Regions from separate parts of the Mus musculus genome. Here regions 2, 3, 4, 5, 6 and 7 are each linked to region 1. Evidence: chromatin contacts called from public ChIA-PET, Hi-C and HiChIP or PLAC-seq data. All regions are on one chromosome and are shown on one strand. The core of a region is the stretch at or near the end of the contact, and the rest is flanking DNA. Distances in the headings are between cores, read along the strand shown.

Region 1 (3,261 bases), core at 466-2,965:
CACTACATACACTGCTTTGCCTATTTCACTGTCCCCCTCCCCACAAAAGCTCTATAAACACCTTGGCCAGCAGCTCCCTAGCCTGGGAACAGAGAGCAAGCTGATTTTCACTGTTTTGTTTTGTTTTGTTTTTTTTAATTGTTGTTGCTGTTTTTAAGCCTGCTCCTTCTAGCAACCACTGTGTTGCTTGTGTTGCTTGTGTGTGTCGTTCTAGAAAGGTACACACAAATTCACGGCGGTGGGGGGGGGGATGTCACCTACTGCTCAGATTGGAGCATCCCCCTCCATGTGTCTCCTTTTAAAGATTCTATCACTTAACTTTGATAGCCCTTCACCAAGAATGCATGTTTCTTGGCATGCTTATGACTAGGAAGGAGTTGGCTGACCCTGATTCATAACTGCTCTTTCTTTAGTGGATAAAGGCAGCTGCATAATGCGATCCGTCCCCCATTTCTTTTGTTTGAGCTGCCAAGGATCTCAAACACATGCTACGTGCCTCATTAAAATTATTCTTATTGTGGATTTTCTTCTTCTAACTCTTCTCATCTTCCGGGACAAGGTCTTAATCTTCTCACTCTGCTTTTCTGATCAGGATACCCATTTTGGAAGTAAGGAGCATGTAGGTAAAAAAAAAAAAAAAAAAAAAGTGCAGACTGATCTGTCTTAGGAAAGAAAGGTGGGAAGATCAGTCCTCATTCTGGGGTGGTGGCTATACCTTCATTTGCAACACAGGTTAACCATTAATATTCAAAAGACTAATGATGAATCTTTGCATGGCGCTTTCCATCCATAAAACAAATACTTCCCCATGCATGATCTCATTTTGTAAGTAGCAATTGCACTGTACTGATGGGGTCAGGGAAGGTCAGAGAGATTAAGTGTCTAGCCAAAGGTCAAAAAGGACCTTGGACCTTCTACTGCTGAGCTGGGTTCTGTTGGTTCTTTCTCTCTGCACTCTGTCTCCCATTGACTTCTCTTTTAAGCCAGCACCTTCACCCTCCTCCTGGGCAAGATATTTTTGAACATGAAAACTAGAACCAAACAGATATGCTGTTTTAGTGGGCCTTTCCCGTCTTGAGACGGTCTGTAAAATGCCTGGAAACCACTTATGGCTGAGTGCAGGAGACCCGAGCTCCCTGCCACCTGCCCAGGGTTTCATGCTATAGTCTCTGATAAGCTTCTTCCTTCTCAATAAACTCTAAATAAGTGCAAATTACTTCTCCCTGTCCCTAACCCCTAACTATCATACAGAAGCTTGTTGGGACAGTCAAAGGGGAAAATGGCTGTTAATTGTTGAGGCTTTTTGGTGGGAAGGCACATGATAAGATCTCAGGGCCAGGCACTTCCACCAAGTGGCTCAGTTCTCTGGTTTCCTTTAACATGACAGTACAGTGCTGGGAGGCACTGCATTTGTGATTCTGTTTCCTTCCATCTCAGGTCACTTACCCACTGCCAAGTGCACCGTCAATGCTCTGGGGATGGCCCAGAAGAGCCACTGCCTCTAGAACCATGTGGAAGGACCTTGAAAGGCATGTGTACCAATGATGTTGTGTCTGATCCAGATTAGGCCAGACCCCATTCTGGTTTCCCATTAGGCCCCAGATCCTGCCCACAGTCTGGGGGGGGGGGGGCTGGAGAGGCTAATCTCAAAGGGCCAGATATGAGTCAGTTTCCACACTCAACACCAGGCGTGTGGCTTCCTGAAGCACAGACAAGGAAGTGCTGAATTTCAAAGAGCAAGGTTTTTTTTTTTTTTTTTTCTTTGCATACCATATCCGGAACTGAAACCACCGATTCATTTCACTTTAGATCTCATACTAACATTCAGATCGTCAATTATAGTCCAGAGATAAGATGCCGAGGCTTCATCAGCCCTGTCCTTGTCTCCCCTCACGCCCCCGTTTCTTTTGCTGTGTTATTGCAGGATTCTTCCCTTTCAACTTTTTCGCTTTCAGTGTAAACAGCACAGACTGTGGAAGGTGTGTTGGATATATATATATAATAATGAGTCAAATATCTAAATATCTCTTGAGAGCATGGCTAAGCTCAGAACTTCCCTCTTCCCTCAGTGGTCACCTCAGCTCTTTGTGAGTGTGGCTGTAGGTTCGGTTATCCCATGCCATACGATAAGTGGCTCGGTGAGAGTGACTGACACCTTGTTAGCTCGTGACAGCGGTTAAAAGATGAACGCTGCGGACAGATTCATGCAAAGTACCCTCAGGAGGAGAGAGGCCACTGAAAACAGACACATCCTCTGAGCTCTGCCTGCAGCATCAACCTGTTAGCAGGAAGAAGGATTCCTGCACTTACATAGCAAGTACAAACAACTTTCACATCCTTTCTCTCTCCTGATGCTTACCAGAACTTCTGAGATCAGTCATACAAGCCTTACCCTCCACACTTTAGAGATGACAGGACCCAGAGCTACTGAGAGTGGAAAGATGGGCCTGCGCAGTAACAGTGAGAAATCTACACCTCAGTGATATGGTTCCCAAGTCCAGTCTTCCGGTAACTTCCATCAAACCTTATGTATAATTCTTTAGTGCACTGTAGCCCACAATCTAAAGCTCTAGACATCTGTTGACCTTTTAAGTCTTAAGATCATGCAGGTCAAGGTTAATGGCTAATGGATAATTACATTTACACAACCCCTCTAGGCCTCAGTTTTCATTACTCTAAAGATGAAGAAATGCTATTAAATTTAGTGCTGCTTGCATTTCCAGCACTCTGTGCATGAGTAACTGCTGAATTCAAAGTATTTGCTCTGCAGCCTGAGTGCCCAGGATGGCAGTACTGTTAGGCAAAAACAGCCACCTGACTTCCATGGTAAAATAAGTAAGAGGAAAGCACCATTATCAATAAGACTTCATAGGTCTACGAGAGAGGGGACTACAGATATATATTAGTCCTCCAACTTGGTCCTAGACCATGAAAGATAAGCATCCTGTAGTGTTATTACGATGGGCAGTAGAGACATCCTTGATGATCCCATTGGTCTCTCAAGGGAGCAGGACAAATTCTGACAAAGGTTTTATGACCACCCCAGCCCTACAAATCCCCAACCCTACCCTCTGCTGGTGTTTCACATGCTAGGCCATGCAGTGTGGTCCTTCAAGCCCAGTCCCACCTGAAGCTGAGTGATACTGACTATACACTGACTATACATGTGATAGACTAGGTCCTAACACAGCAGCCAAGGGAACTGTGGTTTTATAAAAGTTCCCACAGTCCATTTGAAAGCAAAGACTTACACATATTATC
Region 2 (3,261 bases), core at 506-3,005, 510 kb after region 1:
GAGGATAAAATACCCTCAGAACAGAAAATAATTTAGGGTTCCGGACTTGCCATCATACTTGGCAGACAGACTCGGTAATTTAAATTGTAAACAATCAGAAGGAAGTTAAGCAACAAGAGCAACAGCAGCAGTAAAAACAGAACCGACAGGGCCATTAAAACTGAAGTCCTCTGCTGCTTGGTCACCAGGACCATAACCCCTGGACCACTCATGTTAGTCTGCTAGGTACAAGTTTTGCTATACCTTACATTAATAATTAGAATGGGCAAAACTTGACTATAGACAATCACATTATTTCACAGTTCACTTGAGTTTATATTAAATATGTATGTACAATTTCTACATTCACTATAGGGAGTATGCAGTAAAAAATAAGCTCATGATAAATTATTCAAAAAACAGGATGTAGGGCTGCAGCTATCTCCTACCTGGCCCAGTTGGGGAAAACCAATAGATAGGTAGTAAAACTGGGAGCAGAATTTGTGCAGTTGTGGTTCTCAGTACCTGGTCATTGTTGGTGAGGATGGCAAATACAGGATCAACAGAGCTACAACTCTCTTCGTTACCCATGGATGCACTGTGTGGAGGACCCGCTGTCGTGCAGGCTTCATGCTGTCCTTGAAGAGATTCTGCCTGGCATGGCCACTACTGGTCATCTTCAAATGGGTGGGATAGTTCGGCAAGATTCATTCAGCACAGTAATATTCACTTGCCAGTTTCTGAGTTATAAATTAAGATTTTTCTTGTTGCATTATTGTTTTTGTCTTTTGATGTTGGGTTGATTTTTATCCATAACGACTTTCAAATTTTTATTTCGTCTTTTCACACTGAGAATGTTCACGTTTTAGTATTGGGGCTGAGGGTGTCTCAGTAACTGGTAGAAGACTAACACATCCAATTCAACCTGCTGTCCTGTTTACTTTTATTGTTAATGTTCATGGACATGGTGGCTGTTTGGATCGCAGTTGCTCTGTTTTTGTGAGACAGGAAGCACCTGGGACATTTGTGAGTGCATGCGACTCTAGTCTACTTCTCAGAAGCATGCTCTTCTTCACCGTGTGGATCGTGTGGAATCTGTTCTGTGTTTTCTCCTGAGAACTGGAATCTTTACAGCACGGTGCTATGTGATAGAGATGTGGGATATGCTCCATCAGCCATGGTACAGCAGGGTCTACCTCTGGGTGGAGAGGTTATCTGTGAGTTTAGGAAGAGTTCTGATGAAGTTAGTGTAGTCCCAGAAGTTCAGTATTAGCTAAATATGGAGAGAGACTGTCCAATTTAAAAGTGGGGAGACGTCATCTTTTTCAAAGATAATAAATCTTCTTGCTTTCAATCCGAGGATCTCAAAGAGCATTTTGAGCTGAGTTATTTAGAAAGATGCCCGCACATTACATTTTAGCTTGGGTAAATATAGGGATGCATTAAAATTAAACTCTGGCTTTGAGGAGATTCTGCGATTCATTTCAAAGTATCTTCCTTCTGATTCTTAAAAATGGCAAAGTTACAGTTCATATTTATTGCATAGAATTAAAGATAAACAGAGAAAAGAGAAAGCAGCGTTTGTTGTGCCATGAGCTCTGGGTAACCTCTGGCAACATCTAGCCATGTAGAAAGCACCGTGCTGCAAGCACCCTTCGGAGCCTGGCCTTCGTCTCCTCTACTTGGTAATCTGCTGGTTCTTCCTCTCCTGCCCCCAGATATTCTGTGACTCACTCCCTTACTCCATTTACATTTTTGCCCAAATGCCACCCTGGTGAGGTATTTCTCAATCCTGTTCTTTAAAGCTGCAACACCCTGCTACCATCCCAGCTATTCCCCTTCCTTCCTCTGCCATTTCTCCTCGTATGTATTGCTACTTGACATTCAACTCATATTATCTGTTTATTTCTTAATCATTCTTTTTTACCTGCTCCAGTGCAGGTTTTACAGGGGGCAACATTTCCATTTGTTTTGTGCGTTTACCTGTTTGTACCTTTATATGGCAGAGCCTAGAGAAATGACTGGTGCACAGAGGGCACTGAGTAAATGATAGATGACAGAAACAGAAGACACCATCAGCTGGGTGGCTCTCCGGCTTTCCAGTGTGGGAGCAACTGCAGTCACTGTGTAAGCAGTGCTATACTGAGGAGCATTATTCAATTATTGAATGTGACTATTTCGTAATTAAAACCTATAAGTACAATTGAGGGTTTCATACCATTTGCCATATTTTGTAAAGGGACCTGCCTACTAGGATCACATACAGCTCTTTACCGGCTTATTTTCACATGATATTTCCAGTTGGTGGATGGTGTTTATAAATCCTCATATGATGATGTTGAATGTGTATTTTTGATCCATACATGTGTGAGGGAAAGAGCAAAGCAGGGTAATTCCCATCTCTATCACCTCAGACACATTTTCATTAGTTATCTTAACCCTAGTGTTTTCTTAAAAATAACACTGTCTGGTAGAGTTCTAAGTACAGTCCCAATTAGTAATTTAGTTAGTTAGGTGAAGAAAATGAAGATTGAAGGATAGAATATTAATTTTTCTAATATCTTGCCATGTTTGTTTACACGCCCACATTTTAGATTGCCCAGATAGCAACTGAAAGAACTTTAGTCAGTGTCACTTATCTCCTTATTCATGGTGAAGGTAGGTTCTTCAGGAGAGGGATTGGTGCTATTTTCATGACAATGAAGACAAGACAGCCAGCACTAGCCATGAATGGCCTTGAGAGTGAACATTCCCCAATGAGTTCTCACATAGGGAGAACATGAATTCAGGCTCTGCATATTAAGGGTTCTGTGACACTCAGTCTTTGTGTGGGTCTCTGACTATTCTTAGGTATTGTGCACATGTCACATCCTGTCCCCTCTCCATGTAACTTCATTTCACGAGCCACCACACTCTGTGAACCTTGCAAAATCTGGTGTGTTCTGTTATGTGGCGTTGAGAAGAGTCTTCCAGGCTACTAGTATCCTGCCAGACCTAGAAACCAGACACGGTATTAAGTCTGAAAGAAGAGATTCAAGAAAACACTGATGTATATACTTCTTTCTTGGACTGAGATTCACGAAACATAACGGTCCACACAGGGCACTGAGGGAGGAACATCACACGTTCAAGCCCAAAGATGGAGACCATGTTACAAAGAAGAGGGAGGGAGAGAGGGAAGACCGAGATTCACATAGGAGTATCTGGATCGATGAGCCTGGCAAACTCCCCTAGTCAGTTAAAAGACAGGAGCTGGATAGAGTGAGGAAAAGCTTCATTACT
Region 3 (3,261 bases), core at 380-2,879, 480 kb after region 1:
CGCAGAACAGTAAGAACACTTAATTCTGCATCAATTCTTCATCCCCAGGTCACTCTGTATTGTTCATTAACTAAGGACTGACATAAGTTTATGTTTTCATTAAATGTGATAGTATAAGAATCTAGCCCAACATTTCTAGCAGTGGCTTATTAAAGTATTCGAAGTGACAAAATAATTTGAATTCCCATTGCCTTGTTACTGGTCATGTGTCTTTCCTATAGTCCCTACAGTCAAGGTCTTCATAGATATAACTGTATGGGGAAACGTGCTGGAGGATTCAGATATTTACTGCCTGCTTCCCTGAACTGAACCCGGGCAGCTCTGGAAGGATATTTAGAACTGATTAGATAAGAGGGTTTTATGTACTGGAGGAGGTAGAGATGGTTGCACAGATTTTTCTCCTAGCCATACCCACTGATCTTGAACAATGGACACATGAGTTCAGGTGTAGTCTACTGACAGTTCCTGGTATATTATCCTGTGTGGGGCTGGGAGTGTATAGCTCAGTAGTAGAAGGTTTGCCAAACAACTGTTAAGGTGGTGGGTTCAAATCCTACCCTGCATAAATAAACCAAAGGAAAACCACACTACTTGTGTTCTTGTGTCTCACATAGTTTCATTGTGATATGTGATGGATCCTAAGTGAGGACATAGACAAAGGGTAGCTGAACGCATGTCCTTACAGTTGCTTCTGTCCCTGTGACAAACTGAGCCTCTCCTTCTTGTCATCACTGTTTTAATAATAGTAACATGACCTATAGTAAAGATTTTTTAGTATTAACCATGTTCTAGATATCATTCCTGATCCTCCTCTCTCAGTTGTCACGTTAATTTTAAGAAATTGTTTTGTTAGTGTCTTTCACTTGATGCTGATCTACCCTTGTCATGGCCACAGTGCTTTCTTCCCGATATGAGGCAAGGAAAGACAGGAGCCAGAGTGGAGTCTTGTAGGTGTCCATGTTCATGAGAGTCAACACAGTTCTGATCCTGAGGCTGAGATCAGAACTAGTGTTTGAGCTGTCATTGTGGAATCCTCCAGAAGCAGGATGAAAAGAGTTGCTATGGCAGGCAGCAGAGACTGGACTTCATTAGGGCTGTGACTTTCTCATCAGCTATTTGGTTCTTGAAGACAGGAGTCTGGCACACAGTTGGTATACATTGTTAATTTCAGGCTCAAAGGAACAAGTGGATGTTTGACTATTTCAAGAGAGTCTACTTAATTCTTCAGAAATTTTGTTCATCTGTAATCAGCCTAGAGTTTTCATGGAATTTCTGCTAATACAAAATCTTGTGTGATATTAAAACAGAGCTCTGGAACTGTGAAGATGTTAACACATTTCAAAATGTGTTGGTTTGATTTATTGTTTTCTTGTTCTGATAAAGATAGGGGACTACTCTTCTCTGTTTAGTGATTAAGTCACCCGCCACCTTTTTCTATTTTGGTCTTTGTGGTAATACATGTTTCCTGGAAAATTCCCCCCCCCCCCCCGTTCTATTAATACAGTAAAAGGGGGTTACGGCCGTGACTCACCCCAGGAAATCAGCCTTCGTTTGCTTCCTCAATCTCACAAACAGTGCAGTCCCCATGCACAAAATCAACAACTTCTGCAAATGGGTTACTTTATAGTTCTTAAGAAAGTTCTAGAAAATACAGTATTTGTGGTCGACTGTGTGCTTCCTGTGATGGTGGGGATTGTACAAAAGTTCAGGTTTTGCTTCTCAGTGTTCGTGAAATCCTTGCCACGCTAGATCAGTGATATGGTCTCTGGTAGGAGTTCTCTGACCTGCTGATGTTGAGCAAACATTCCAGGAACACATCCTTGCACAGTTACAGCTCAGGGCAGGGGCTTCAGCAGTTACTGTCTGGGGGTCAGAATTTCAGTGCACATGAGGTGTGTGCCAGCTTAGAGTCCCACTGTCACCCCTCTGCTCACTCGGCAATGACTGGATGGGGCCATCCACACATTAATTCTCTCCATGTGTCTTGGCGTCTCTGAGGTTTTGCTCAGTTCTCCTCATGAACTTGGGACCTGCTCTAAGGAAGCTTCCATTCCCATGACTGTGACTGCTATTACACAGTTACCTGTCATGTCCAAGGACTTCAGACTGTGAGCTCATCCTAAGGATGTCTAGCCTCAGCTGATGTGGATCAAGGCTGCGTAGAGTAAGCTTAGTCATTTTAATTCCATACGTTGTTCAACCCCAATTTTGTCTAGAAATTCATTCTTTTAAAAACAGAAATGGAGTTTAACCATGTGTTTTCTGTAGGATTTGTATTTTCCACTTTGCCTTATAATTTATATTCTTCCTTAGCTGATTTTTTAGGTATCTGACTGTGAATTTTTTCTGAATTATAAATGTCTTCCTTTTGACATTACTCTTCACTGCCTTTCTATTTTCCTGGTACAGTATGGGATAAATAGTAGCTGTTCACTGTTTGAGAAATGCTAACTATGTGGTTATTTGACCAGTGAGTGAACTTCTCTGGATCTCTGGTGTAGGAAAGGGTAGAGGAACAGTTCCTGCTTATTTTGAAGGCTAGGTATTATATTTAAAAACTCTTTTAATAGTGCCTGGTACTTAGTAAGCACTTACTAAATGTTATCATAAATAAATGATCTTTCTGCTACTTATAAAGTAGCCACATAGCATTTCCTTCTAGGATTTTCTTCCAGTCTTTTATGATGGATAAAGAAGAGCCATACAGTCTAGGAGTTCCTGTCAGCTTTCTTTATATAGGAAACCAGATGTAAATATGCTGTTTCAGTTACATACATCTCATATTTTTATATGATTGCTGACAAAACATTAAGTAAGAATTATGCTATCATATTCCCTAGATATCAATTCATGCTCTCATTAAAGTCAGACATTTATCTGGTACTGCTGACTGCTGTTCTTACCCGCAGTAATGTTAAGTACTGTCACCATTTAATGGTCTTGCCTGACCTTTGGGCATTAGTGCCAATCCTTTCTTCATTCTGTCCATGAAAACAACAACTTAGACATCCCATTCCTTCCTCCCTGTGTCTTCTTCTAGCTTAGAAACCTTTGTTTAATAGAGGGCTTGAAAACTTGCTGCAACAGAAAAAGATTGTAATAAGAAATTCTTTCTTCCATCCTTCCAAGTCGAAGCATGTGTTTATATGCCTTTTCATATGTCACACATTTAGGTGCATATACTTTTATATGTGTAATTTTCAGAATTTTCCTGTTATACGTTGAACAGTTGCCTTTGTGATTGCTGCTGCAAAGAACTCA
Region 4 (3,261 bases), core at 427-2,926, 450 kb after region 1:
CAAGAAAATAACAGGAGGATTGAATATGTTCAGAGTATATATAAAATGTATGAACTTATCATAATGAAATCCAGTGTTTGTATAATCAATAATGCTAACAAGAATCTTACAGCAGGGGTTTGGTAATTCTAGCAAGGCACTGACATTTTCATGGGGAGGCCAGTCTCAGAAAAACCTTCATGGTTTAAACAGGAATGCATTGTTTAAGTCTTAATGCTTGTTCAAATAAAGAGTCTGTTGGTGATAGACATGAATGTTCAACTGAGTCCGCCATGCACTTTTGCTGTCTCAGCTGCAGCTTGTCAGTTCCTACACCATTAAATTAGTGAGTATTAATTTCTGTTCTCCCCCTTAATCTCATCAGCTTGCTGAGCACACATTGACAGAGCAGTTACTGAGGAGCTATGCAAATTAGAGATTAATGTGAACGTTTTATACCACTTACTCTCCTCTCTGGAGTCAGAACGTCTATACAAAGAGTCTTGGCCTATGTCTTAGTGGTCTAGTGCTAGCTTGCCAAACACTAGAACCTTTGAATCCCCACCAGTGCAAGGTAAATAATCAGGGAGATCCCACACAAGCTTAGCTTGGAGGTCGTTTTAGAACCCACAATTTGATGCTTATAGCACCAGATGTTGCATAAGGCCATATAGCAGGTGGTTGGTCTTCAGTAATCTTAGAAATGCTTATAGAATTGCATGTTAATTTGGAGAAAAGAAAAAGGGAAATCTGATCAAATATCAGTTCTTTCTGTTCACAAATACCAGTGAGTTGGCATTTATATACGCAAGCTAAGGCTTCCTCAGCATCCGCTGGCCCTCAGGTCTCCTTCCTCGACAGGGAAGGGGCCGATCATCAGTTTGCTCCTTTGAATACCTTGCCTTCTCTATGGCTGGGATGTGTTGAATATTGTCTTCATCAGCCTATGATTGTGGAGTATGAGAGAAAGAATGTTTTATAATCACTGCAATCCTTGGTAAGTATGGAGGTGCCAAGATTCCAAACCACTCATTTCACAAAGATAGAGGACAGCAAAGAAAACACATTCAAGCTTTTTTTAGGTTTGCAATTTGTTAGCGGGTTATCTTAATCAATCTGTGTAACTCCTTAGAACCTTACTTTGTGTGTACGTATGTGTGTGTGTGTGTGTGTGTGTGTGTGTGTGTGTGTGTGTGTTTGTTGGGGTTATGGGTCTAGGTATTGAATTCAAGGCCTTGCAACTACAATTCAAATGTTCTGCCACTGAAGTCGTTCCCTGACCCCAGGCTTATGTTCTTGATTTTGACCTGCAGGTCATGGTAATAGATCCCCAGATAGCAGTGTGATGAGTCCGTGGGCATTACAACAATCTCGTCACAAACAGTCAGACAGCCCTCAGGAAACACTTGGTATTTCTTGTTAATCTGTGGCTTTGCTGTTCCTATAATTGCTGGGGAGAGATGACAGCGAGCCTTAGAGAATATGATCAGTGAAACCATGTCGGCTCACTGTACTTGCTTTGCATGTAGCCCAGACCTTGGAGGGATGGGGCGGGGCACAGTCTCTAACTTTTTAGCAGCAGGCGTGTTGCTGGGATCAGGGCTGTTTCTTCTGCTTGCTATCTCTGGGTGCTGTGGCTTCATTTTCAGTGTCAGGAGAGGACTGGGGAAGGATCCTCTCTTTCACTTCTTGCTTCAGAGGTTCTAAGCCTAGAGTGAAACTTACCTCAGGGCAGAGGAAGTAAGACCAGGGTTGGAAGGTACAGCAAAGCCCACTCTTACCCTGCCTGCTTGTACTTTCACTGGGCCTGTCTCTGAGAAGCTAAGGAGGGGTCTTGACTGGTTTTTGTCAGTTCATGCATTTCTCAGACTCTTTTATCAGAAACAAGTTTAAGATTTAGACGTAGAAAACAACCATAAACCATAGGAGTGGTTTTGTAATTTACAGATGTTCAGTTGTCCAACTTTAGATATATATATTTTTGTGTTAAAAGTCACTCTAATTTAACTGAGATTCAAATTAGGGCCAGAGGGACTCCATGTTCATACTGTTGGATTTATTATTTTCTTGGATCCATCTTGCATGAACTAATATCCCTATGTCCCTCAATATGCTTTGATTTGTTTCACTTTTCTTCTCTCTCTCCCTTCGTCCTTCCCTCCCTCCCTCCCTTCCTCCCCTTTCCTCCTTCCTTCGTCCTTCCCTCTACCCTTTATTCTCTCCCTGTCCATCCTTATGTCTATAAGTGTATATGTGTGTTGGGTTAGGTAAGAGGAGAACTTTCGGGTGTCAGTTTCCCTCTTTGAGGCAGTATCATTTTTTTCCCCACTGTGAGGAATATCTTAGATCTCCTGGGGACAATGCTGTCCCTATCTGCCATCTCACTGTAGTAACACTGAGATCACAGTCACACACTATCGTTTCCTGGCTTATGTGTAGTCTGGGAATTTGAACTTGGGTCCTTACATGTGCATGGCAAGTACATTTCCCACTGAGCCATCCCCTCAGCCCCTGTGTTGTTAATTCTTGTCATTGTTCTCCCTCATGTTATATTTCACAACTGCATAGCCTTCTAAGTCCCGATGGGAGCTGCCTCTCCCAGCCTGCACTAGTTCTTTGACAGCTCCTCCAGTTTCTCAGTATAGCATCTTTTCTAGGCTACTCTCCTTCCTTGCATTTAGATGAATGTAACTCCCCCAGACTATACTTTTTGAGTGAAGGAGGGGAATCTAATTCATCTAGAGAACTAGTAACAGACATATAAGTTTATTTGATCCTTAAGTTAATAAGTGTTTTCATTGAGTTCTTATCATGAACTAGACCTTGGCGTTATAATATGGTAAGGAGTTGTGTTCTCCAGGATTGGGGAGTTTACTTTGGGGAGCATGCATGTAGCTGATCACCTGACCATTGTGTGCAGCAGGGTAATGTGCTGGTGTTGAGCAGGGTTTGCAGCTGAGCAAAGGATTAAAAGCATCCTTTACATCCTGAAGACCTAGCTGGAAGTAATCCCCAGGACATAAAGGATGCATTATGGATAAGAAATTATTTGTAACTAAGGGATAGCTTGTGAGAATGGGTAAAATCTTGTGCAGAAAATGAATTTTCTGGAAGATATAAATGCTATCACATTATCTTAGAAGTATTATCACAACAGCTATTAGAAATAGCTTTTAGTATCTGTTATTAAATAAAGTAGCATCGCATATAGAAGTATTTTTATTGAATTACGATGAACCTTTAAAGATCAGATTATTCAGGGTCATTATTAAGTTAGGTGAG
Region 5 (3,261 bases), core at 316-2,815, 390 kb after region 1:
TAGAAATGAGAATTTTACAATGATCAATTTTTCTGATGGTGATGGGGGCAATGTTGGCTTTTCACATCCATTTATTTATTTATTTCAAAAACTATTTAACTATCTACTTTCAGTGAATCATTGAAATGCTTTTAGTTTTTATGAGAAAAGCAAAGCCTAAGTTGACACTGTGTGATGCTCTATCCCCCCTGCTCTCTGCCTGAGGGCATTTTCACTGGTCTGGAGGTGGTTTGAGTGTGTTCCGCCACATTTCCCTGTTGGTGCTGATGAGTTGTAGACACAGAACAGTATGTACCTCCCTAGCTTTCTCTCATGTTACTAACTCACATGAGTAAGGTTTGCTTATTGGAGCTCAGAAATTGACATGGGGAAGCATGACTATTGTGACTACAAATTTTGTTCTTATTCACTAGTGCATTTTGTGCAATAGGATTCAATTAGGAATTTTCTTCTGTACTTTCTCCTCATGTCTTTAACTTAGTACAGACTTTTCCCATGTTTTATGACCTTTATACATGAAAAGTGCCTTGTTTCAAGGCCTGGCACATCATAGAATCTACTGATTATTGTTTGCTTAATGCTTTCTCATGATTAGATGAGTTGTCTATTTTTGAGTAAAAGATTTTTTTTTTTTATTGTTTCATGTCAGTGAGTCTATGGGTTCAATGAGACCTATGACTGGTGGTATTAACCTTAGGGGTGACCATGTTTGCTTTGTTTTATTTTATAGTAAAGTGAAAGACTCTTGTACTGTTAACATTTTGACACCTTTGCAAATTATGGGCTAGTGTTCATACTGACTCATAATGGAGAGCCAAGACTCAGAAGCACATGGCTTCCCAACATCAAAAGCACATGGCTTGCCAACCTTAATAGAGTATATGATTCATATCTAAAAAGCATGTTGAAGCTTTGTGCTTATGGCCTCAATCCTGAGCCCATTTGATGGATGAGATCAATTTTAGTCTTGAGTTTGTGTGCACCTACTTAGTAAATAACACAGGGACTGGAGTCTGGTAAAAAAAACAAAAAACAAAAAACAAAAAACAAAAAACAAAAAAAAAAGAGTCTCCAGTGGAAAGGCATATAGTAGAGAATATAAGAAGTAGTGAAAGGCATCTCTCTTTCACACTGACTTCTGCAACTATCAACTCCTTGGTATTTATGGCTTAATGGATGTCCACCATTCATCCCATGGAACAGGAAGACATGATGGAGGGTGATGGAGAGAATGCTGTTTGGACAAGGGCATAGAAATTTCTTTATTCAGGGTCCCCAGATAAAATGGATAAAAGAGGTTTTCACAATGCTTTAAGTATCTTTATGCATTGAGCCTTCATAATGTTGTTGAACTTTTCCTACTTGGTGCTGTTTTCCAAGGATGCACAGAGGCTTGGCAAGAAGAAAGAGTAGCGATTAGAGCTAGATCAATAACATGGTTTCAAGCCACAAAAGGCCTCAGGGTAAAAACCCAAGTCTCAAGCACGATGCTATCTGCATCTGTGGGTTGACTGCCTCTTCGTCTCTACCCCTTGGTCTTGTTTGCTTTCCTCATCTTTTCATGTGGCATGGAACAATTTTGTAACCATGACAATTTGCCATCACAATGCCTTGCAGGCTTTTGGTCCTAAGGTGTACAATGAGAGAAACTATGTCTGAATTGTGAGAACAATTATAAAATTTATCTCTTCATCTTCAACAGATGCTGTGCTCTGCTTGTAGGCTGGGACGGGGCAGGCAGTAGAGAGTTGGAGATGTGTTGTCCAGTGTAACAGCCACTGTTGCCATTGCTCTTCTCGAGTCCTTGAAACCTGGCTAGTGCTACGTGTTTAAAGGATGATATTTTGGATATATTTTTGAAGTAAAATTTTAACATTTTTAAAAGTTACTAGAGATTTCAAAATCATGGGTATGGCTTGTGCTCTGTGTCTGTTGAACAGTGTTTGGTCCGAGCCTGGGGAGAATTACAGAGAACAGGAAAGTGACCTGTGTTCTTATTCTGAGTTCTAATAATATTGGCATTGGAAGGGAAAGCTCCAACAGTCATAATTTTCATTAAAAATATTCTGATTTAGGAGAATTGGCTGCTTTCATATTATTGCTTGGACTGGAGAAGAATCTGGCATTTGGTATTTTCATAATTGAGAACATAACTTGCTGACTTAAAAAAAAATCACAACATTTTGTGCTTGGCCACAGGATCAGATTTTGGCTTTTTGAAAGAAGAGACTGAGACTTTTCTCTTGCTAATATCCTCGGCACTGCCCAGAAGTCCACACATGCATTCAAGGTATCCAGCTGGGTTGTTGATAAACTAAAATACTTTGAAAAGGAGAATATTTTGTGAAGCTACCCCATATTTGCTGGGAAAGAGAAGGTAACTCATTTTTCAAAAGACAGCTACCAAAAATAAAGAACATAGATGCAAGTGTTTCTTTACTTCTTGATTTAATTACTATTCTCATCAGGTGTCCCTGTCAACCCAGCTCCTGATAAAGAGTCTTTCAAAATACAGAGCCTCCCACCCCTCCGTGGGAAGGAGAAAGAAAAGGATGCTGCGTGCACATGTAAGCTCTCACCTCTGCTCAGACGTTCTATCTAAAGCCTCCAGTCTAGATTATCCTCGGTTCTCCCGTGTTGTGAGCCTTTCATGTACCTATCTGTCGGAGGATGTAGGGCAATAGTGGAAGAACCAGCTTCATCTCAGACGAAACCGATGTTTCGATGGCTGGCCTCGAACTCAGAAATCCACCTGTCTCTGCCTCCCAAGTGCTGGGATTAAAGGCGTGCGCCACCACCATCCGGCTGTTATTTTATTTTTATTATACTTTATAATGAGCCAAGTGTTCTCTGGATTAGAGATTCTCAACTTTTCATTATGTACCTCTTTATCATGTAGTGTGCAGCCTAGAACTTGGTGAGGGACCAAGTTTTCTGTAATATAATTTTTTGTCAGTGAATTCAAGAGTTGTGATTCAGCTAAGGGTACCCTGAAACCAGACACAGTGTGGTCTTGTTCAGAGGCCATCCCTCCAGGATCTACCTTAGCTGCCTGGCTCTATAAGTCTACTCATGCACAGCCTCACTTTCAGTAGTATCTGAAGCCTTGATTCTCCTGTAGAACAGAGTGGAAGATGCTGGCATTCCTGTGAGCTGCAATGCTCAGACCCTCGTTTGCTTCTAGGACCTGCTATTTGCTGTGTGTCGTGTCCCTACGGGCAAACTGCTCTTTGCCACTGAGCATTCGTTTCTTCCTCTGAG
Region 6 (3,261 bases), core at 446-2,945, 360 kb after region 1:
TGCTTATTGGGTGGCACGCTCATAGGTGCTGGCTGCAGTACTCCTTGGTGTCCACATTGCCTTGCTTTGTCCTGGCTTTTCTTTCTAATCCAGACCTTGGTACCAGCCTGGTACTGGAGTTGTTGCATGCACAGTGAAGGGCAGCCACTTAGTGGAGGTTTCTGTTTTTGTTTTTGTTTTTTAAGATCTTGTTGATGCAGAGCTATTGAATACCTGGTGGAATCTTACCCCATAGGGTGCAGGGGAAAGTTGATGATGGTGATGGAGAGGTGGGTTCTTTTTCACTATTGGCAGAGGTGAGTGGGCTTGGTCTGGAGTTATAGCAGATGGCGGCTGGTAGGAAGGGTGGGTAGAAGAGAGACCCACGGAGAGTTTGATGTTTGAAGTCTGAGTTTGTGATAGAGCTGAGCCATTGTAGACCTGCAGCATGTTGTAGTATTGTGTAGGGCAAGGAAGGCAGGGCTACTTTCTAGTCAGCCCCACATGCGTGTTTGCATAGCTGTTCCTAAGTGTGTGTGAGTAACGGGGCCAGTGGCTTCAGGGACTTACCCAAGGCCAGAAAGCTAGGAAAAAGCTTTCATTTGACTAAAGAGTTCAGTCTGGTAATGACTATGAGTGACAGAAACGGGCAGCAGGAACAGGGAGGGAGAGGGCCTCTGCCCCATTTCCTGCACCCCAGGCAGCTAGTGAGTAGGAGTTCTAAGTTTCAGTATTTGATAGCATCACCTCCTCTGCTTTCCCAGAAACTATTCCTCGAAGTATGAATTGAGTTGTTCCTCTGTGGGGAGCTGTCTCAGTTCAGAGCTGACTTTCTGCTCTGGTTGTTTACTGCAACAGGGCAACAACTGGTAATTTAGAGGGAGGATAATCAAATGGAAAAAATAAAACCGAGCACACTAAATGAAGCAAAACCCCAGTGCTGTGCAGCCGGGGGCCTGGGTGTGGGTCTCAGGACCTGTGGGAATTGGACAAGTACATTTATTTCCTGTAACTTGGAGGAGAATGGTTTCCATGTGAAAGATTGTTCTGACAGTGTTTTGCACACTTAGTGTGGATCATAGGGTAACGAAATGGAGGAGATCATGGACTTGAATTCTCTTCTCCTATGTGAATTGTAGAAATAAAGAACTGACCAGCACGTGGAAGTTGTGGATATATATCTATAAAATGTGGCAGGGACCTCATAGTCCCCCTTTGTTCAAGATCTGTGTGTATCTGAGCTCCAGCATGTATGCATACATGCCTGGACATACATGGAAGTTGTTTTAGATTGTGGTGGTTGAAGCTACTCACCCAGTGAGCATCTACCCCAGGGGCTCTCCTCTGCCCTTTGCAAAGGCCGGCTGCCAGTATTCTCTGATTATTATTATTATTATTATTACTTAATAAGCTCAGCTGTGCCTGCATGAGGGAGTCAGCTGGAGAGACCCGTGAGCTTTATTGAGCTCTTTTTATTGGTGGAACTTCTCCCATGCTTGCTGCTTGTGGCCACAAGGACTCACTGGTCAGAAGAGGAAGGGGAGAGAGTATCTGGGGCAGAGGACATAGCTTCTTGCTATGAACCTGCTTTTCCTGGGCGTAGATCTTTCACAGAGGAAGACAGAGGTTTCAGGGCTGTTTAGCTCCTGTGTCCTTGAGACTGTTGTGAGAAATCTCTGATTGGTGCTGCTTCAGATGTGAGGCTCTCTTCCCCGCCCCATGTGTGGCTGTGACTTGTGTCTTGGCTATTCAGGTTTGAATGAGTCAACACACTGTGACCCTGTGGTGTGCTTCGCAGCACACTAAAATCAGTCAGAAGGCAAGGCTGCCTGTCCTGACCCTAGTGCCCACTCACTGCGCATGGGTGAGAGCCTCTGGTCACTTCTAGAGTGCGCCTTCTCTATGATGGGGTTGATGTGGAAATCAAGAAGAAACATTTTTGTTTAAAAGTAATATTGGACCCTTTAGATCTCAGGCCATTTGAAATAGGTACCTAGGGGCCATTAAGATGACTCAGCAGTTAAAGATGGAGGATCAAGCCTAGTGACTTGAGTGTGAGCCTTAGAATCCACATGGTAGATGGAGAAAACAAACTCTCAGAAGTTGACTTCTAAGACTTATGCACTGACATACATGTCTTGCTTTTTCACACACAAAATTGGAAGCAAAAAAAAAAAAAAAACAACAAAAAAAAAACAAACTTATATCCTTGGTTCCTCCTTGAATAAATAAATGTGCTGATCCTAAAAAAGAAAATCAGTCTAAACTTGAGGGCAATTGGAAAGTGTGCCTCTTTGTACTTGGTGCTTGCGGTACCTGAATTTAGGCTGGTACCATAATGGGGATATTTGGTTGAAAGAGAACCATGTAAGTTAGAGCTGAAGATATTCAGCTTTCCGCTCTCTTTAATCTACCATGGTTCCTATATTTTCCTTGCCATTGATCCATGACCTTGAGAGCTCCATTTTAAAAACAATCTCTCTCTCTCTCCCCACACGCATGCGCACATACACACACACACACACAAATACACATGTATGCTAGAGCACATATGTGGATGTTGGAGGAGAGAGAGAGAGAGAGAGGGAGAGAGAGAGAGAGAGAGAGAGAGAGAGAGAATATGAGTTTGTTCTGCTGTGTGAGTCTTGGGGATTGAAGCCTGTGGTCAGGTTTGGTGACCAGTGCCTTTACCAGCTGAGCCATATCTTTGGCCCTTGACCCAATTTTTAATGCAACACATGGATATGTGTTTCTCACAGAGACATAGTTACTGGGTGGCAGAAGGTTCCTATTTGACACGTGGAGGTCTAGCAAGGTCACACGTTGGGGAAATAGCAAAGTCAAGACTAGAAGCCAACTCTTTAATACTCTGTTCTCTGCTCTTTCTAACACATCACTCCTTCCTGTCAGGTGGAGAGAGAACCAGATGGTTTGACAAATGGCTCTTGTTGCTGTCAAATCTGCCTCTTTCTGCTCTGACAGACAGTTCTTACCTTCCCTCTGTGGGGAGGGGGGTGTGATAATGGGAAGGGGAGGACGTGGGGGAAGGAAGACAATCCCCATGATGTTTCTGTGGCAAGAAGCAAGACAAAGGTAATGAGGAGTCGTCACCTTGAGTTTCAGCACACAGAGGACTAGGAATGGTGGGCCGTGTTTGGAGACATTGATTTCATATCTATCTATCTTTAAAAATCATGTTTAGGATACCATATCCATAAATACTAATAAGACTGTCTGATTCCAATTTCCAGGTGAGATTAGCATTTTATTGAGTATTTTATC
Region 7 (3,261 bases), core at 528-3,027, 280 kb after region 1:
TTTTTGTTTTGTTTTTTTTTTCTGGCAGCTTGAGGTTTGTTTCTTTTGTTGGGGAAAGAAAACGTAAGCACTCTCTACCCATCCTTTCTGTTTTGTTTTTGTCATTGTTCCTTCTTCCTGTCCACCCACGTATTTGCTTCCCTTGGACATTCTTTTCCTGTGGCACCTTTGTACCAGGCTCTCTTAAGGATGGAGAACACCCCTCCCCCCACTGATTCTGATTTTCTCGTGTTGTGTGCCGTTTCTTGGGGAGATGTGCACAGATGTCTGTCACTTCAGATTGTGCTGACGGCATACCAAAGTCATAATTCCACCCAACGCTAGATGGGAGAAGTCGTCAGTTTACTGATGGGACTTAAGTGTACCTGCTTTCCTCTCCCTGCACCACGAGAAAGCTCGCCAAACCTTAGACCTGGAGCTTCCTGCCAGCTTGTAGGTATCACTTCCACAGTCTCCTAGTCTCCAGGGATTGTTCACTGTTTACTCTTGTCAGTGGCTTCCTGAATCTGCTAATAGTTTCTGAGATTTTAGAGCCTTGTACGTTTCCCTGAGTCTTGTGAGTCCTTGGTTTTCCTGAGTTTTAAGAACTTCTGTTTTCCTTCCAGTAGGGAATGTTTCAATTTGGAGGAAGTAGCGGTATGACTTCTCCTTTTTCCAATAAGGGAAAAAAAAAAAAAAAAACCCAAGACAACCAGGCTTACCTTAACCAGCAAGGGTACTGCACATACCACAACATCTCCTTTTATCTAAACGCCATTGTCTTATTTTCTAGACTATCACTGGGGTAGCCTTCTGGCAATCTTGAGTTGTATCATCACTTTTTCAAAGGAAGATTATGCTAAAGTAGTGTTCACTAACTTTTTCTTAAACCGGGTTTTATTAAGCAGCTTCATCTGCTGCTCACTTCTGCTTACTTAACTTACAGTTCTCATGGAATCTATATTGTCCCTTCTCCCGCCACACTGTGTGGATGGGTGTGTTGCTGCTTGCACATTGTTGGATAGCGGTTGTTGATGATTAAGCACACTGTTATGGACATCTCTATGCTGAGATCCTCTGTCTTTGCTTTATTTCATGAAGGTGCCATTATGTCTGGGTACCACCCTAATGCACAGTGCTTGTGCTGGGTTGTAGTGGGTGATGTGGCACCTCTTATTTAAGGATTCTGTTTTTGAAAGGGGCAGTAGGATCTGGAAGAAAGACAGCATCTCTTGGTGGCCTCAAGAACATACATATGACATATTGTTCTTGGTGTTGCCTAGAAGTTCATGTGCTAGGAATTAGGCCCAGAATATTCTTTCCCCCTCGGTTTTGTGGTCAATTGCATCACATCGACACCTCTAACTGGATCACCACCGGTAATTACTAGAATTCTTTCCCACTGACTTCTGAAAACATGAGAGTCTTTCTTAAAAAGCAAAGAGGAATTCTCCTCAGAACACTCTACACAGTTTAGAACTGCTTATGTACTTGGTATAGCAGGAAGGGACTTAAGGACTGGCAAGCTATTAGAGAAAATGGATTGCTGTTAAGAAAGCTATAGGCCCAGGAAGCATCATGTTTTCGTATATTAAGGAGGCTTAGTGTTCTGTTACATATGAAATGTAGTCAGGCAACTTTTACAGTTTGGTTACCAAAGATATCTGAATGACTTCACTGTAGAAAGATGTGACTGTGTTAACTCATTAATGAACATTGAACATGCACCACTGGACGTATACCCCATTGCACTGTGGGAAAACTCAGAGCTTAGTGACTCACAGTCTAGTAACTCTGGATACTGGGCGATAATGCTGCATTGGAGGTGCTGATGAGACACACGGAGCTGAAGTCTAATTGCTTGCAGATGGTGTGGTCCAACATGAGAGGAAGGGCCAGGGTGGGAGAGGTACTCACTCAGGGTTAGTGGGAGGAGCAGAGCCAGCGCTGGACCTCAGGTGGCTCTGTCTCTATTCTCTCTTCCCATACCACCTCTCCCAACAGTAAAACGGGCAGTATACTTTCTCCATGCGAACTGTACTTTATGAAGATGGAAATTGGGCAAATGTTTCACTAATGGAGAGGGATGGCCTCAGAGGACTTTAATCTGAGACACAAGGAATTGTTTCCTAGATGAGAGGAAGTGGCAGGGCTCTTTCTTGATTGCTGTTGTTTTTAATCTTGGGACATTTGAGGCTTACTTTTGACCAAGGCACCTGTACTTTCTGGATCACACACTTGACAGCCGAGAAATAAGATGGTGACGTTTGGTAGTCTGCTGGTGACTCCTCTGCTCTGATTTTTACTGCTTTGTGGCTCTGCATTAGGTCCCATGTCCAAGATAACCTGGAGGTAAAAAGTAAGCAAAAGAGAGCTCGCTGAGTCAGGAGCAGGGCACCTGCCTTAGTCTGGCTGGGAAGTAGGTCAGCGCTAGGCAGACAGGAGACTGTGGCTAACTCCAGCTGTGAGCTCTGCCCTCTGTAGACACCTGCCTCAGAAAGGCAGGATGGAGTGATGGTGGGAAGCGGAGAAGGGCAGACTTGTGGCAGGCAGGGAGTGGATTGCTGGAAGGAGCCCTTTGGGGATGCTGGGGGCCTGGTAGAGAAAGGGAGAGGCAGATTGTACTGAGGAATGCTCTTACGTGGACTTGGGTTCATGGGATCTTGCTTCTCTCGATTGCCGTGGGGCCCTGGATGTTAAAGAGAATGAGGCTCAGACAGCAGAGATCTGGTTATTTGTGTTTCCTCGACTTAGGTAATGGAGGAGGGGATTGATGTTGGCTTGAGAGGATTGTGCCCTGCTCTAGTCTAGGATCTGGGCAGAATGAGGGCAGCTAGAGCCCAGAGCTTCACAGTGCTTCAAGTTTATGGGTACCGATAGATAGGAACCAGGTAAAGAAATACATATTTCAGTTATAGTGAGCATCCTAAGCCAGAGGGAGCAGCAGTTTTAGGAGCCAGGTAGTGACAGCAGCATGTTGTGTTTTCACTTTCTGCTCTGAGATAGTGCATGGAGATGCACTGGGCTGCAGAAGCCATGGAGCTCAGTGCTGAGATGTTTGGATTACAGTTTATCCTGGACCATGAGATGCGCCAACCGTGTGGCCTGAGCAAGTCACCTCCCTGCCATATTTACATCGCTGTAAGACAGAGGCAGGATGGCTCAGTGTAACCACTTAAAGAGCACCCTTCAGTTATCCATGCACAAAGATACATTTTTAAAACAGCTTTGGTTACTTTCCAGAGGGAAATTTTTATATCTATTTGTTGCCTTTTGTGTGCT

Evidence for each region. HiChIP or PLAC-seq counts read pairs in DNA pulled down with a chosen protein or histone mark. A called contact is a pair of places that touch in the nucleus more often than the background predicts. ChIA-PET counts read pairs in DNA pulled down with a chosen protein or histone mark.
Region 2: a contact with region 1 is called in a Hi-C map of double positive thymocytes, with 1.6 times the contacts expected there. The contact joins two enhancer-like sites. A contact is called at or near these places in 1 of 484 Hi-C or Micro-C datasets (double positive thymocytes) and 3 of 115 datasets of contacts at active chromatin or transcription factors (bone marrow-derived macrophages, large pre-B cells and memory CD8 T cells).
Region 3: a contact with region 1 is called in an RNA polymerase II ChIA-PET map of memory CD8 T cells, with 98 read pairs. The contact joins two enhancer-like sites. A contact is called at or near these places in 1 of 15 datasets of contacts at CTCF or cohesin (large pre-B cells), 11 of 484 Hi-C or Micro-C datasets (B cells, CD4 T cells, LSK cells and 6 more) and 9 of 115 datasets of contacts at active chromatin or transcription factors (CD8 T cells, bone marrow-derived macrophages, effector CD8 T cells and 5 more).
Region 4: a BATF HiChIP or PLAC-seq map of CD8 T cells shows a contact between it and region 1, with 8 read pairs. The contact joins two enhancer-like sites. A contact is called at or near these places in 2 of 484 Hi-C or Micro-C datasets (bone marrow-derived macrophages and nephron progenitors) and 1 of 115 datasets of contacts at active chromatin or transcription factors (CD8 T cells).
Region 5: a Hi-C map of CD8 T cells shows a contact between it and region 1, with 2.8 times the contacts expected there. The contact joins two enhancer-like sites. A contact is called at or near these places in 2 of 484 Hi-C or Micro-C datasets (B cells and CD8 T cells) and 2 of 115 datasets of contacts at active chromatin or transcription factors (CD8 T cells and bone marrow-derived macrophages).
Region 6: an RNA polymerase II ChIA-PET map of memory CD8 T cells shows a contact between it and region 1, with 57 read pairs. The contact joins two enhancer-like sites. A contact is called at or near these places in 1 of 15 datasets of contacts at CTCF or cohesin (CD8 T cells), 4 of 484 Hi-C or Micro-C datasets (B cells, the N1E-115 cell line, Th1 cells and 1 more) and 6 of 115 datasets of contacts at active chromatin or transcription factors (CD8 T cells, bone marrow-derived macrophages, effector CD8 T cells and 3 more).
Region 7: a CTCF HiChIP or PLAC-seq map of CD8 T cells shows a contact between it and region 1, with 7 read pairs. The contact joins two enhancer-like sites. A contact is called at or near these places in 1 of 15 datasets of contacts at CTCF or cohesin (CD8 T cells) and 2 of 115 datasets of contacts at active chromatin or transcription factors (CD8 T cells and pancreatic cancer cells).

What each region holds. Positions count from the first base shown.
Region 1 is chr16:24,149,831-24,153,091 of GRCm38.p6, forward strand. No RefSeq gene overlaps it. Among named protein-coding and RNA genes, the nearest start is that of Gm32126, 8.1 kb to the right of the region's middle. Within about 2 kb of position 1,716, at least 134 of the 459 cell types and tissues checked have an H3K27ac peak or open chromatin away from gene starts, as enhancers often do. A contact at or near this core is called in B cells, CD8 T cells, Th1 cells and 9 more, where this site is marked.
Region 2 is chr16:24,655,231-24,658,491 of GRCm38.p6, forward strand. The region is part of intron 5 of Lpp (LIM domain containing preferred translocation partner in lipoma); the gene reads left to right. Among named protein-coding and RNA genes, the nearest start is that of Mir28a, 170 kb to the right of the region's middle. Within about 2 kb of position 1,756, at least 10 of the 459 cell types and tissues checked have an H3K27ac peak or open chromatin away from gene starts, as enhancers often do. A contact at or near this core is called in bone marrow-derived macrophages and double positive thymocytes, where this site is marked.
Region 3 is chr16:24,627,887-24,631,147 of GRCm38.p6, forward strand. The region is part of intron 5 of Lpp (LIM domain containing preferred translocation partner in lipoma); the gene reads left to right. Among named protein-coding and RNA genes, the nearest start is that of Mir28a, 200 kb to the right of the region's middle. Within about 2 kb of position 1,630, at least 111 of the 459 cell types and tissues checked have an H3K27ac peak or open chromatin away from gene starts, as enhancers often do. A contact at or near this core is called in B cells, CD8 T cells, Th1 cells and 7 more, where this site is marked.
Region 4 is chr16:24,601,920-24,605,180 of GRCm38.p6, forward strand. All of the region lies in intron 4 of Lpp (LIM domain containing preferred translocation partner in lipoma), which reads left to right. Among named protein-coding and RNA genes, the nearest start is that of Gm24440, 200 kb to the left of the region's middle. Within about 2 kb of position 1,677, at least 38 of the 459 cell types and tissues checked have an H3K27ac peak or open chromatin away from gene starts, as enhancers often do. A contact at or near this core is called in CD8 T cells and bone marrow-derived macrophages, where this site is marked.
Region 5 is chr16:24,537,651-24,540,911 of GRCm38.p6, forward strand. All of the region lies in intron 3 of Lpp (LIM domain containing preferred translocation partner in lipoma), which reads left to right. Among named protein-coding and RNA genes, the nearest start is that of Gm24440, 130 kb to the left of the region's middle. Within about 2 kb of position 1,566, at least 19 of the 459 cell types and tissues checked have an H3K27ac peak or open chromatin away from gene starts, as enhancers often do. A contact at or near this core is called in CD8 T cells, where this site is marked.
Region 6 is chr16:24,506,361-24,509,621 of GRCm38.p6, forward strand. The region is part of intron 3 of Lpp (LIM domain containing preferred translocation partner in lipoma); the gene reads left to right. Among named protein-coding and RNA genes, the nearest start is that of Gm24440, 100 kb to the left of the region's middle. Within about 2 kb of position 1,696, at least 56 of the 459 cell types and tissues checked have an H3K27ac peak or open chromatin away from gene starts, as enhancers often do. A contact at or near this core is called in CD8 T cells, Th1 cells, memory CD8 T cells and 2 more, where this site is marked.
Region 7 is chr16:24,426,489-24,429,749 of GRCm38.p6, forward strand. The region is part of intron 1 of Lpp (LIM domain containing preferred translocation partner in lipoma); the gene reads left to right. Among named protein-coding and RNA genes, the nearest start is that of Gm24440, 22 kb to the left of the region's middle. Within about 2 kb of position 1,778, at least 54 of the 459 cell types and tissues checked have an H3K27ac peak or open chromatin away from gene starts, as enhancers often do. A contact at or near this core is called in CD8 T cells and pancreatic cancer cells, where this site is marked.